Linked DNA regions of Sus scrofa: region 2 is linked to region 1. The links are chromatin contacts, called in public HiChIP or PLAC-seq maps. All regions are on one chromosome and are shown on one strand. The core of a region is the stretch at or near the end of the contact, and the rest is flanking DNA. Distances in the headings are between cores, read along the strand shown.

The links. HiChIP or PLAC-seq counts read pairs in DNA pulled down with a chosen protein or histone mark.
Region 2: a contact with region 1 is called in an H3K27ac HiChIP or PLAC-seq map of alveolar macrophages. The contact joins the enhancer-like site here to the promoter of RPL28 in region 1. A contact is called at or near these places in 1 of 5 promoter capture datasets (liver), 3 of 47 Hi-C or Micro-C datasets (embryonic fibroblasts, heart right ventricle and liver) and 2 of 2 datasets of contacts at active chromatin or transcription factors (alveolar macrophages and skeletal muscle).

What each region holds. Positions count from the first base shown.
Region 1 is chr6:59,554,244-59,559,614 of Sscrofa11.1, forward strand. It overlaps RPL28 (60S ribosomal protein L28), which reads left to right and starts at 2,343. Exons shown (of 5, transcript XM_021095010.1): 1 at 2,343-2,477; 2 at 2,819-2,907; 3 at 3,003-3,126; 4 at 4,663-4,781; 5 at 4,959-5,094. The coding sequence starts at 2,402. The coding sequence ends at 5,048. TMEM238 (transmembrane protein 238) reads right to left here and starts at 1,770. Exons shown (of 2, transcript XM_021095016.1): 1 at 73-1,770. The coding sequence starts at 616. The coding sequence ends at 80.
Region 2 is chr6:59,653,487-59,659,007 of Sscrofa11.1, forward strand. SSC5D (soluble scavenger receptor cysteine-rich domain-containing protein SSC5D) reads left to right here. Exons shown (of 14, transcript XM_021095020.1): 12 at 1-2. Among named protein-coding and RNA genes, the nearest start is that of SSC5D, 15 kb to the left of the region's middle. Within about 2 kb of position 2,060, at least 53 of the 83 cell types and tissues checked have an H3K27ac peak or open chromatin away from gene starts, as enhancers often do. A contact at or near this core is called in alveolar macrophages, embryonic fibroblasts, liver and 1 more, where this site is marked.

The DNA of each region.
Region 1 (5,371 bases), core at 1,093-3,592:
TCTCTCTCTCCCCGGCGTCCCTCCCTTTCCCGCCTCTGCCTTGCACCCCGTCCCGCCCGTCCCGCCCCTCACCTCGGGCTCACTCGGTGCCCGCACCCGCTGCCCCAGGCCCGGCCTCGAGCGTGGCGAGCTGCAGGCGCACGCGGCGGGAGCCGGCGGCCGGCGGCGGGGGCGTGCGGGCGGCGCGGCGCGCTCCCCGGGAGCCGGGCGCGGCGCGCCGGCCCGCCGCGGAGGAAGCTGGCGCCGACCAGCGGCGGGAGAGCTTTCGCGCGAGGCGGGCGAGCGCCGAGGGCCGCAGGCCGTAGTCGCGCTCGAGCTCCTGGCGCGAGATCTCGATGTTGCCGGTGTACCAGAGGATCCAGCCGAGCAGGCTCAGGAAGACGAGCAGCGCGCCCGAGTAGATGAGCAGGTCGCCGAAGTCCCGGCCGCGCACCTGCAGCTGCGCGAACACGCCGGTCAGCAGCGCCGCCATGCCCGCCACGTCCAGCGCCACGGCGAGGAGCAGCGCCATCCGGCAGCGGCCCAGGCCGGACGAGGGCACCGGCGCGCCCGCCGGCGGGAACGGTGCGCCCGGCGGGGCCCCCTGCGAGGCGCCTACCGCCGGCGCCGCCGCCATGGCCGTGCTCCGCCGCCGCCGCCGCCGCTGGCTCCGACCGAGAGCTTTCCGCGTTCCGGGCGCGGCCCGGCCCGGGGCGGGGTCAGGGGACCGCGCCAGGTGTGCCCGGCTCCCGCCTGGTCACCTGAGCAGTACAGACTGGCCTGGCCCGGAGGCGATCTAGCTGTGTTTTCTGGGCAGGACCTGGCCTTCAGAAGCCTATGCTGGGAACAGCGGGACGCAAAGATGCGTGCGGCCTCTGTATCCCAAGGAACTCGGAGCAGCGCATGGTCAAAATTCAGGGTGTTCTAGTGGAGGCAACGTAGGGCGCTCTGGGAGCCCGAGCATAGTTTCTGTTCAGTGCCTACCTCCAGGCGCCTCCGCCCCCGGTGCACCAGTGGGAACAGATGGGGTGAAAAAGAAGGATCAGACAAGGCCCTGAACCTCAAGGAACTCTGGGAGGCAGGGAGTCAACAGAGTGCCTTAAGGAAGGAAACGGCTCCGTGGAGCTGAGGCTGCTCTCAGTCACTGCCGGCCTCCTGTGTGGCCCAGAGCGAATGATTAATGATCGCAAAGGCGGATCAGACACTCACAGGAACTCTGCCGCCACCATCGGATCAGAGCTCCGTGATGAAGGCAGGAGGGTAACCCCCAACATTCCCGTTGGCTCAGGTTTCTCCTGGGGTCTTTAGACTCTCAGGATGTATTACTCGCGAAGTCCAGGTGCACAGAGAGATGGACCAGACAAGGTCCCTGCCCTCCCCTCGAGGAGTTGCTGGACATGATCACATCAAAGCGCGCTAATGGGGTGCCAAGGGACTGTCATTCCTTTTGTTCCCTTGGAGTCTCTGTGCTGGTCAGGCCGAAGACACAGAGATATATCAGGCAAGGTTCCTGCTCCTTAAAGATGACCCTGACGACAGAAAACAAACGTCTATAAAGTGTAACAGGTGACATGGGGCAGGCTGGAGGAGGATGGGGGAGGCCGCGGGGCACAGGGAAGAGGCAGGGCAAACAAGTATGGAAACCCTCAAGGAACCAAGAGCTTTCCCAGACAAATCTTTTCCTCCAAACGCAACTCGCCCTTAAGAGGAAATCCACGGTTCCCTGCGGAGACAGTCTGCGAGAAGGTTCCGTCAGGCTTCTCTCTAGACTCAAATAGCTCTGGATTTAATTTTAAGACGGCCCTGGGGAGGGGGAAATAACAGGGGGTTCCTGGAGTTAGCCGAGGGGTTCCGAACGTAGCCGATTGGAGATCGACTGTTTCCGAGCAGATCCGAAGGGGCACGGGCCAATAAGTGGGAAGGCGGCCGCCCCTCCGAAGAGCGTTTCCGGAGAGTTTCGAAAATGTCCGAAACTACTTAACTACCTTCTTCGGGAATAGCCGAGGGCCTACGAAGAAGACTGGAAGCACCCGAAGACTATGGAGCAGAGCTAGGTTTTAATAGTTCAGGCACTCTCACGTTCCTTCATAAAACAAATATTTATTGAGTTGAGCATCCATTCTGTGGCCAGCAATGGGTGGCAATATTGGAAGAGGCCGCTGAGGAAGGGGCCGTGGGGCTTCTAGAGGTGGACACAATCGGAAACCCAGCCGTGGGCTTCCGACAACACAAGAAGGGCTATCCAAACTGTCCCCTTCCGCGTCGAGAACACGCCCTCGGGTCCCTAGCCGAAGAGTTCCGAAAATCCCCGAAGGGTTTTGCGACGGGCTGGCGGAAATAGCCGAGCGTTGCCGAGCTGGTTCGGAGACGGGAGGGGAGAGGCGGGGGACAGTCGACGCGCGTGCCCAGAGAGGAAGCGGAAATGCGTGTGGGTATTAAAAGCGTCGCTCCGCCCCCGGCGTGTCTCTTTCCGTCTCCGGCCGCCGCACGGAGAGGAGGTGAGGTGCGGCCTCTTGTCCGCCCGCGTGGCCGTCTCGCGCCCGCCGCCGTGGGTCTGTGCCCTTGCCTGGCCTCTCTCGCTGCGCCGCTCGCCTCCCTGGCTGCCCCCGAGCCCCGCCGCCCTAGGTCGCTGTGCATTTTCATTTTCTTGTCGCTCGTAGTCTCGGCCGCCTAAGTTCAGCTCCTCTACCTTAGGCCGCCCAGCCCCGCCTGGCAGATTTCTAAGCGCTCTCGGCCCACACGGTTCCCCCATTCCCCAGGTCCCCACACGCGGCCTTCCCCTGTTGTTCACCGTCGGCCTGCTGCTCCCTTGACATTTCCCGGGCCCCTTCCTCCGCAGCTGCCGTTATGTCCGCGCACCTGCAATGGATGGTGGTGCGGAACTGCTCCAGCTTCCTCATCAAGAGGAACAAGCAGACGTACAGCACCGTAAGTGGGGCCCCGACGCCTGGGTCTGAGGGAGGGACCTTTACGACCGCTGGGCCCTGGCCCCTTTCGCGACCGCCATGTGTCCCGCTTCCCAGGAACCCAATAACCTGAAGGCCCGCAACTCCTTCCGCTACAACGGGCTGATTCACCACAAGACCGTGGGCGTGGAGCCGGCGGCGGACGGCAAAGGGGTCGTGGTGGTGATGAAGCGGAGATCCGGTAAGCATCTGCCCTGGCTCGGCCGGGCGACAGACCCCCCCACACGGGCGAGGAGCTATGGTTTCTCAGTGTCGGGCAGCAGCACTAAGGTTTCTTGGGGTCAGGACAGTTGCCTGGGAAGCTGGCTCTTCAAGCTTGCCCTCCCCCTGTATGAGCTGGCCAGGCTGCTTTGCTTGTTTCATCGTTTGAAAAGTCATGAATAGGTCCTCAAGTTGTCCCCTCACCAGGATTTATGTTTCGGGGAGGTATGATTCAGTGTTGTGTTTAGGATAAGTCTTTAAAACAGCTCAGTGAATGTCAGTCTCAAAGGGTGGGAAAATTGGGCAGACAGGTGGGGGCCTTTCTAGCTCCCACGTGTAGGAAGTGACAGCTTGGGTCTGAGGCAGTGGCGTGACCCCCTTTGTGGCTGCAAGGACTCAGAAGGGATGCTTAGCCTCCCACCCCCCTAAACCGCTCTCAGGCGCGGCCAGGCCTTTTTATTTAGACTCGGAGTCAAGAAGAGGCAGGGTATCACAGCTATCTTTTTGTTTTTCGGGGTGGAGGGTTTGAGATAGGAAAAGTTTTTCCTCCGTCTCTTGTGAGGGCCAGTTTCCGTTTGGGTTGAGTCCAGTGTCTTGGTTCAGTGACAGCAGTGACCACACCTGTTGCCTCCATCTCAGAGGGGAAGGGATAGCCCCTTCCCTGCGAAGCAGCCCCACGAGCAGCCAGTTCCTTGTGCTGTTGAGCTTCCCAGCTTCCCACACTCCTGAGAACCCTGTTCTGGTGTGTTGAGCCCCCAAGGCTTTGCTTTCTCTTCTTGAATTGTCGGGTGGCCCTTTCTGGGTAGTCAGAAACTGGCTTGACCTGAGGAGGTAACATAAACCTTCTCTATGGCATGGGTCCTTGGCTTCTTGGGGGAAACCAGGAGCGTGGGACCCCATCAGCCCTGTGACACGGTAAAGGGGGTGTTTTTCTTTTATCCTGGGCAGTGGAGTCCAGGCTCACTTGTGCTCAGGTGAGGGCTTACCCTAGGACTCTTAATTGCCCCTGGTCTTCCCGTGGTCCAGCATCACCCCAGCATCAGAGCCAGGCCTCACAGTGTGGCGTATTAGACATTTGGTGCAGAGGAGTTGTCTTGGGCCCTGGAGGGTGCAGAAGGGAGAGGAGCCAGAGCTGCTTTCTGGGGAGTGCCCACTCCCTGGCTGCCATAGTGCTGCGAATGCCCGCCTCAGCTGGGCTTCTCAGATTCTGATAACTGCTGTGTGCATGTGGACAAGGGAGTCCCCGTTGCTTCTGCTTCTAAATCTGTGCTGTGAGACGAGCAGTGCTGTGTCTGCACAGCTGGGTGGGGAAGACACACCTGTACAGGTGCTGGGCCTCGCCTGCCATCGTCCTATAAATTGATGCCCAGAGATGGGGCACCATGTGCAGGCTCACACAGCCCAGGCACCCACCCAGGTCCTCTGGGTGAGATCGTACCCTCGCACTAGGGGTGGGCACAGAGGACCAGACCACCCGACTGACCCCTGGGGGCTCTCTTCTCCCTTCTCCCACCAGGCCAGCGAAAGCCGGCCACTTCCTACGTGCGGACCACCATCAACAAGAACGCCCGAGCCACTCTCAGCAGCATCCGGCACATGATCCGAAAGAACAAGTACCGCCCGGATTTGCGCATGGTGAGTGGGAGCCCAGTGAGGCCGTGGCAGGTACGGGGGGTGACTCCGTGGGCGCCCAGAGAGCCCAGCCAGTGCTGGGAGGGGCGGCTTTCTGGAGAAGGGGCACCATTATCCTCCTGGAGTGGGGCAGGGTCCCAGCTCGTGGGGTGGGTGCACTGAGCCAGCCTTGCCTCCCAGGCCGCCATCCGCAGAGCCAGCGCCATCCTGCGCAGCCAGAAGCCAGTGATGGTGAAGAGGAAGCGGACCCGCCCCACCAAGAGCGCCTGAGCCCTGCCCTTCCCCAAAGCAATAAAGACAACAGTCTTCTCCTTGCCTTCGGGTGCGTGCAGCTCCTGTGCCCTGCCCCCTGCGTCTCTCACCCAGGCCCCGTCCCCAGGCCTTCTCCCACCCACTGGGACCACACGGGGCCGCACAGTGTTGGGTCTGGAGCATCACATTCTCACAGCCTGCTAATGCGTGACAGAGCTTCAAGAAGGACCTAAAGGGGTTGGTTTTTAACAGCCTCAATCTCCTGAGTGTTCTTCTGTGTTTATAGTTTTGTGGTTGTGTTGGCAGTGTGGCCTGCAAAGGTGGAAGCATTTGCTGTGTGG
Region 2 (5,521 bases), core at 810-3,309, 99 kb after region 1:
AGGTTAGGGGCTGGGCCGGGGCGGGCGGGGGCCTCCATAAACCTCACTGCCGGGCTCTCAGAAAGACCCTCTTCGGAGTTCCCGTCGTGGCGCAGTGGTTTACGAATCCGACGAGGAACCATGAGGTTGCAGGTTCGATCCCTGGCCTTGCTCCGTGGGTTAAGGATCTGGCATTGCCGTGAGCTGTGGTGTAGGTTGCAGACGCGGCTCAGATCCTACGTTGCTGTGGCTCTGGCGTAGGCCGGCAGATACAGCTCCGATTAGACCCCTGGCCTGGGAACCTCCATATGCTGCAAGAGCGGCCCAAGAAATGGCAAACACACACACACACACACACACACACACACAAGAAGAAAAGAAAGACCCTCAATGAGCCGGCCTCCCTCCAGAGACCCTAAAGACCCTCCCTCTTCGGGTGCCACAGAGCCTCGAAGAGGAGACCTCGGGTGTCTCTGAGAACCAGACCAGGCTCCGCAAAGCCGGAGCCCACAGCCCTCCTGCAGACGCACGAGGGCCTCTGGGAATCAGCCGTGATCCTGGAGCCTGGGCCCCATCCAGAGCCCCCTCAACGCGAATCCTCTGGACCACATGCCGGAGGCCACCCTCTGGACACCCGGCCTGCCAACCCCAGCCCTTGAGCCCGTCCTCCCAGCTTGCACTCTGGTCTGGGTCAGACTGTGGCTGAGGCGGGATGGTGTCATCCAGACCCAGGGTTCTGGCCCGTGGCCTGTCTCGGTGCCTGTTTCTCTCCTTCCAGCTCGGCTGCCACGCCTGGGCCCATTTCTCCACCTGGTGCGTGTGTGTGTGTGTGTGTGTGTGTGTGAGAGAGAGAGAGAGAGACCTCTGTCTGTACCCAGGGGTCCCTCCTGATCCACCTCTGCTCCTCCTCCTCACACGCTCCCTCTTTTTTCTTTTAATTTCTCACCCTCCTCATCTCCATCAGGCTACTTTCCCCCACTGTCCCACCCTCTTTCTCACGTCTTTCTTAACTTCACACTCCCATCATTTCTAGTTCGCCTTTTTCCCCCGGGCGTCTTTATCTTTTTTCCCCTCTGCATCCGATGTTTTCTCTCGCGTCCTCGTTTTTTGACGCCCTCTCCATCTCCTGTGTCCTACTCTTCTTTCATTTTCATTTCGAGTTTCTCACGCTCATCTTCCCTATTCCACACTCAGTTTTTCACAGTCAGTTTCTCTTTCTTTGGGTCTTTGGGTCTATTTTTGTCTTTCTCTTTCACCACCCCCGCCCTTGTCCTTGTCTCCATGGCCTCACAGCCTCTCTTTCACATTTTTTCTCTGCTTACCAAGGGCACACCTGGTTACCCCCATTTTTCAGTTTTTCGTGCCCGGTTTCCTTTCCTCTCCCTCCAGAGGCTCCCTGTCCCTTGCGCTCCCACTGCCTCGCCCTCCACCGCTTCACACTCGATCCGCGCCCCCTGCCCAGGGTGGGTTCTCCCCTCTCCCTTCCTCCGTCCCTCATCTTTCTGCGTGTCCATCCCACCATTCCCTCTCCTGTCTCTCCCTCCCTCCATTTCTTGCATGGTTCATCCAGCCACTTGCCCCGGGCGTCGCCGGTTCTGATCCCTCCGCAGGACCCTGGCCCTCGGGCCATTTGTCGCCTTTCTCCCCCCCCCCCGCCCCGCACGCTCAGCACGCACGCGCACTCCACGGCCCTCGGCGAGGGGGCGGGGCCTCGGGTGGAGGGGCGGGCCGGAAGGCGTCATAGGCGCGCTCTGCGTCCTGATTGGCCAGTTGGCGGCTGTAAAAGCCGGCGAGGGGTGAGGCGCGCTGCCCTCCCGCTAGGTGGCGTCTGTCTCAGATGGTTGTGGTGCTGACCCGCGGGGAGGAGCGGACCTCGGGGGCTTGGCGACTTGGGCTCGGGGAGCACCTAAATTGTGAGTTAGGGCTCAGTTTCTAGACCTGCCGCTCTCAGGTGCGGTGTGGCCAAGATTCCAGAGCCTTTGTTCTCTGCCACCCGGCGCCGCCTCCCTATCCCGTAGCGCCGCCTTGTGGTGGAGACGGTCCGATGCTGGCCGCGAGCGGCTTCGTGAGCGGCTGGGTCCGGCCGGCTGTGGGGAGCTCCTCTTCCTGGTTGGGGAGGGGCGGTCCATGGGCGTAAGTAAGTGCAGAACTGCATACTTACGGCGCGATGGAAGTCTCGGGAGTCACACATACGTCCTTAGTGACGGGAAACTTGGAGGGAGGGCGGGCTCGGGGGAGAGGGTATCCTCATTAGCAGGTGGCTTTGAAAACAAGAACACCACTTCTTTGAACCCCAGTTTCTTTCTCCAAAAAACAAACAGCCCCAGGGTCCCAAGAAAGTCAAGGAGAGCTCACTGTGCCAGGCACGCCTCATTCCACCTGGGTGATATGGTGTGACTGCCTAGGGGTGTGGCCTCTGTGTTTCAGGAGGTGTGGGGAAGCAAGGCTCAGAGATTGAGGTCCGCTTTAAATGGTGTCGCATGTAGCTGGCTCGTTGGGTTTGGAAAGAGTGCGGAGTTACTGAAGGCATTACAAACGTGCGTTCCCCTGGTGGCTCCACTGGGATTGGAAAGAGCTGCATGACCTCAGGACCTAACCCAATGAGCAAAACGTGTGAAATCGTTTAAAACCACAAAACATGGGTTGTTAAAGAGTTACCGTAAATGAACAACGGCTGAGGGATGAGTGAGTGTTTCTAGCAGAATGGTTGGGAAAGACCTCGCAGAGGAGAGATGCTCTCATTTCCACTAGCAGACATCCGCAGGAAGCAGATTCTCCGAGGAGCAAAGGCTGGAGGTGATAGAATTGCACTGCCGGCCTGGGGCACGTCATCTCTGCCAGACTTTCAGCTCTCTTGTTTAGCTGTGTTCTTTTTTTACCGCTGCCATGACACATTGACATGCTGTCTCTACCACTGGGAGTTTCTTTGGTGTTAAGGATTTGTGTGATTAGATTGGGTCCCCTTGGATTAATACAGGTTAATCTCTTCGTTTCAAGGTCTGGACCCTTAACTACATCTACAAAGTCCCCTTTGCCACAAAAGGTAACATATTCACAGGTTCTGGGGATCAGGGTATGGATATCTTTGGAGAGTGGTATTTGGTCTACCATGGGATCTGTTGTAGGGAGACTTTTTACCTATTTATTGAATGAATGAAGGAGCGAATAAGCAAGTGAGAGATCGCCAGGTAAGACTAGACGGAGTGTACAGGCGATGACGCTGGAGGCTTGTGAAGTTTGGATTTTCATTGAAGCTACACTGCTGAGGCTTCCTGCATGATGAAATTTGGAGATGCAGATGTTAATTTGTATTTCAAATGATTGCTGTGTGGCAAGCATGAGTACTGACCCCCGGGAACATAGCAGTGATGAGCAGAACAGGGGAGGGCTCAGAGTTGCCATGTAAAATAGGATGGGAGTTCCTGTTGTGGCGCAGCAGAAACGAATCTGACCAGGAACCATGAGGTTGCAGGTTCGATTCCTGGCCTCGCTCAGTGGGTTAAGGATCCAGTGTTGCTGTGAGCTGTGGTGTAGGTCGCAGATGTGGCTAGGATCCCATGTGGCTGTGGCTGTGGCGTAGGCTGGCAGCTGTAGCTCTGATTAGACCCCTAGCCTGGGAACCTCCATATACAGCTGGCGCAGCCCTAAAAAAAGAATAAAATAAAATAGGATGTTCAAGAGATGACTTACTAAGAAAATGCTATTGAAGTGCAGGAGAAGGACAAGGCCATGCAAATACCTGGTTGGCGGTGTTCTATCGAGAGTGAGCAGCACGTGCAAAGGCCCTGAAGTGAGGAGGTGGTTCACAAAACGGCAGCAAGGTCGTGGGGTCAGAGTGGAGTGGTCGATGGGGGTGATGGCAGGAGGTGAGGCCTCTTGTCCATTGTGAAGATGTTTGCTGTGACAGGGAGCCTGAAGGGAGCCAAGGGAGCATTCCAGGTGGAGGGAGAAGCATGTGCAAAGGCCCTGTGGTGGGGCTGTGGGAACGACAAGGATGCCCGTGTGGCCAGAGTGGAGTGAGCGAGCTAGGAGGTGAGGTCAGAGGCTGGGTTTTATCCCCTGTGCAGAAGCCCTTGATGGAGCAGTTTAAGTTAGGAAGGAGGTGGTCAAAGCAGCCACTCAGGATGCCACAGGAGAGTGGCTCCAGGAGCAGGAGTGCATGCAGGGAGACTAGGAGGTCCATGGAGGTGACCGTGGCCTCGACCAGGATGGCAGGCAACACAGAGGCAGAAGTGCTGTGTTCAAGCTGTATCCTGGGGGTTGAGTGGATGGGCTTGAGTGGTGGGGTGGGGGGTGGGGGGGCTGGGGAGAGGGAGGTAGGGCGTGGGGGCCCGCCTTTGGTGGGTGCACAGGATCCAGAGTGGGGACATTAAAAGCTCCATGGGCGATGCGTTCGACACACCACAGTGGGGACGTGAGATATGTGGTTCTGAGCTCCCAGGAGCGTCTCGGCTGGAAACGTGAATCCACAGCATGGGATTTGCAGCTGTGAGATGAGCAACTATGCAGATGAGGCAATGCAGGCGGCTGGCGGGGTCTCCCGGAGTTTCCATACCCAGTGGGAAGGTGGCTTGACTCATGGATTTGGGGCACCGCTGTATGTGATAGCTGTGAGGTCATGGAGAGGAGAGGGTGCCCAAGGCTCGATGCCGGCTTACATGTAGAACTTGGATGAGTGTAATAGCCAGATGGTAACGGTAGCTCACGTTTGCTGAATGCACCAGCACAGTGCACCCCATTTCCTCCCCACGGAGCACGAGTTAAGTACTCTCCTGATCCCCATTTTACATGTAGGGAAATCGAGGTACAGAGAGATCAGGATCGCAAAGGACAGAGCTTGGCTTCAAACGGCAGAATTCACAGTCTGGCCTGGGAGTCTGGGAAGGAGCCTGGGACTGAATTAGCTCTGAAGGACCCAAGAAGCCTACTGCAGGGTGCGGGCCTCCAGGGGAAGCGGGCAGCGGCCCTTGAATCGAATTGTAAATAGAAGCTCCCCAGGGAAGGCGTGGGGTGAGAGCCAGGAGACCTGCCCCCAGAGGGAACTGGGTAGACCTTGTGTGGCTCGCCCGCAGGTTTGAGTCGTGTGACCTTGCAAGAAGTCCTTGCTGTCGCTGGGCTTCCGTTTGGTCATCTGTAGCGAAACTGCAGCTCCTCCACCTCCTCCCACCCCCTCGCGTGGCATCCTGTGAGAGTGCCAATGTCTGCCGGTGGCAAGGATGTGGGATAAAACTGGGCGTGGGGAGTTCCCGTCATGGCTCAGTGGTCAACAAATCCGACTAGGAACCACGAGGTTGTGGGTTTGATCCCTGGCCTTCCTCAGTGGGTGAAGGATCCTGCGTTGCTGTGAGCTGTGGTGTAGGTTGCAGACGTGGCTCGGATCCCGTGTTGCTGTGGCTCTGGTATAGACTGGTGGCTACAGCTCCGATTCGACCCCTAGCCTGGGAACCTCCATGTGCCGCGAGAGCGACCCAAGAAAATGGCAAAAAGACAAAAAAAAAAAAAAAAAAAAAAGCTGGGCATGAGACTCCATCCCTACTTGGCA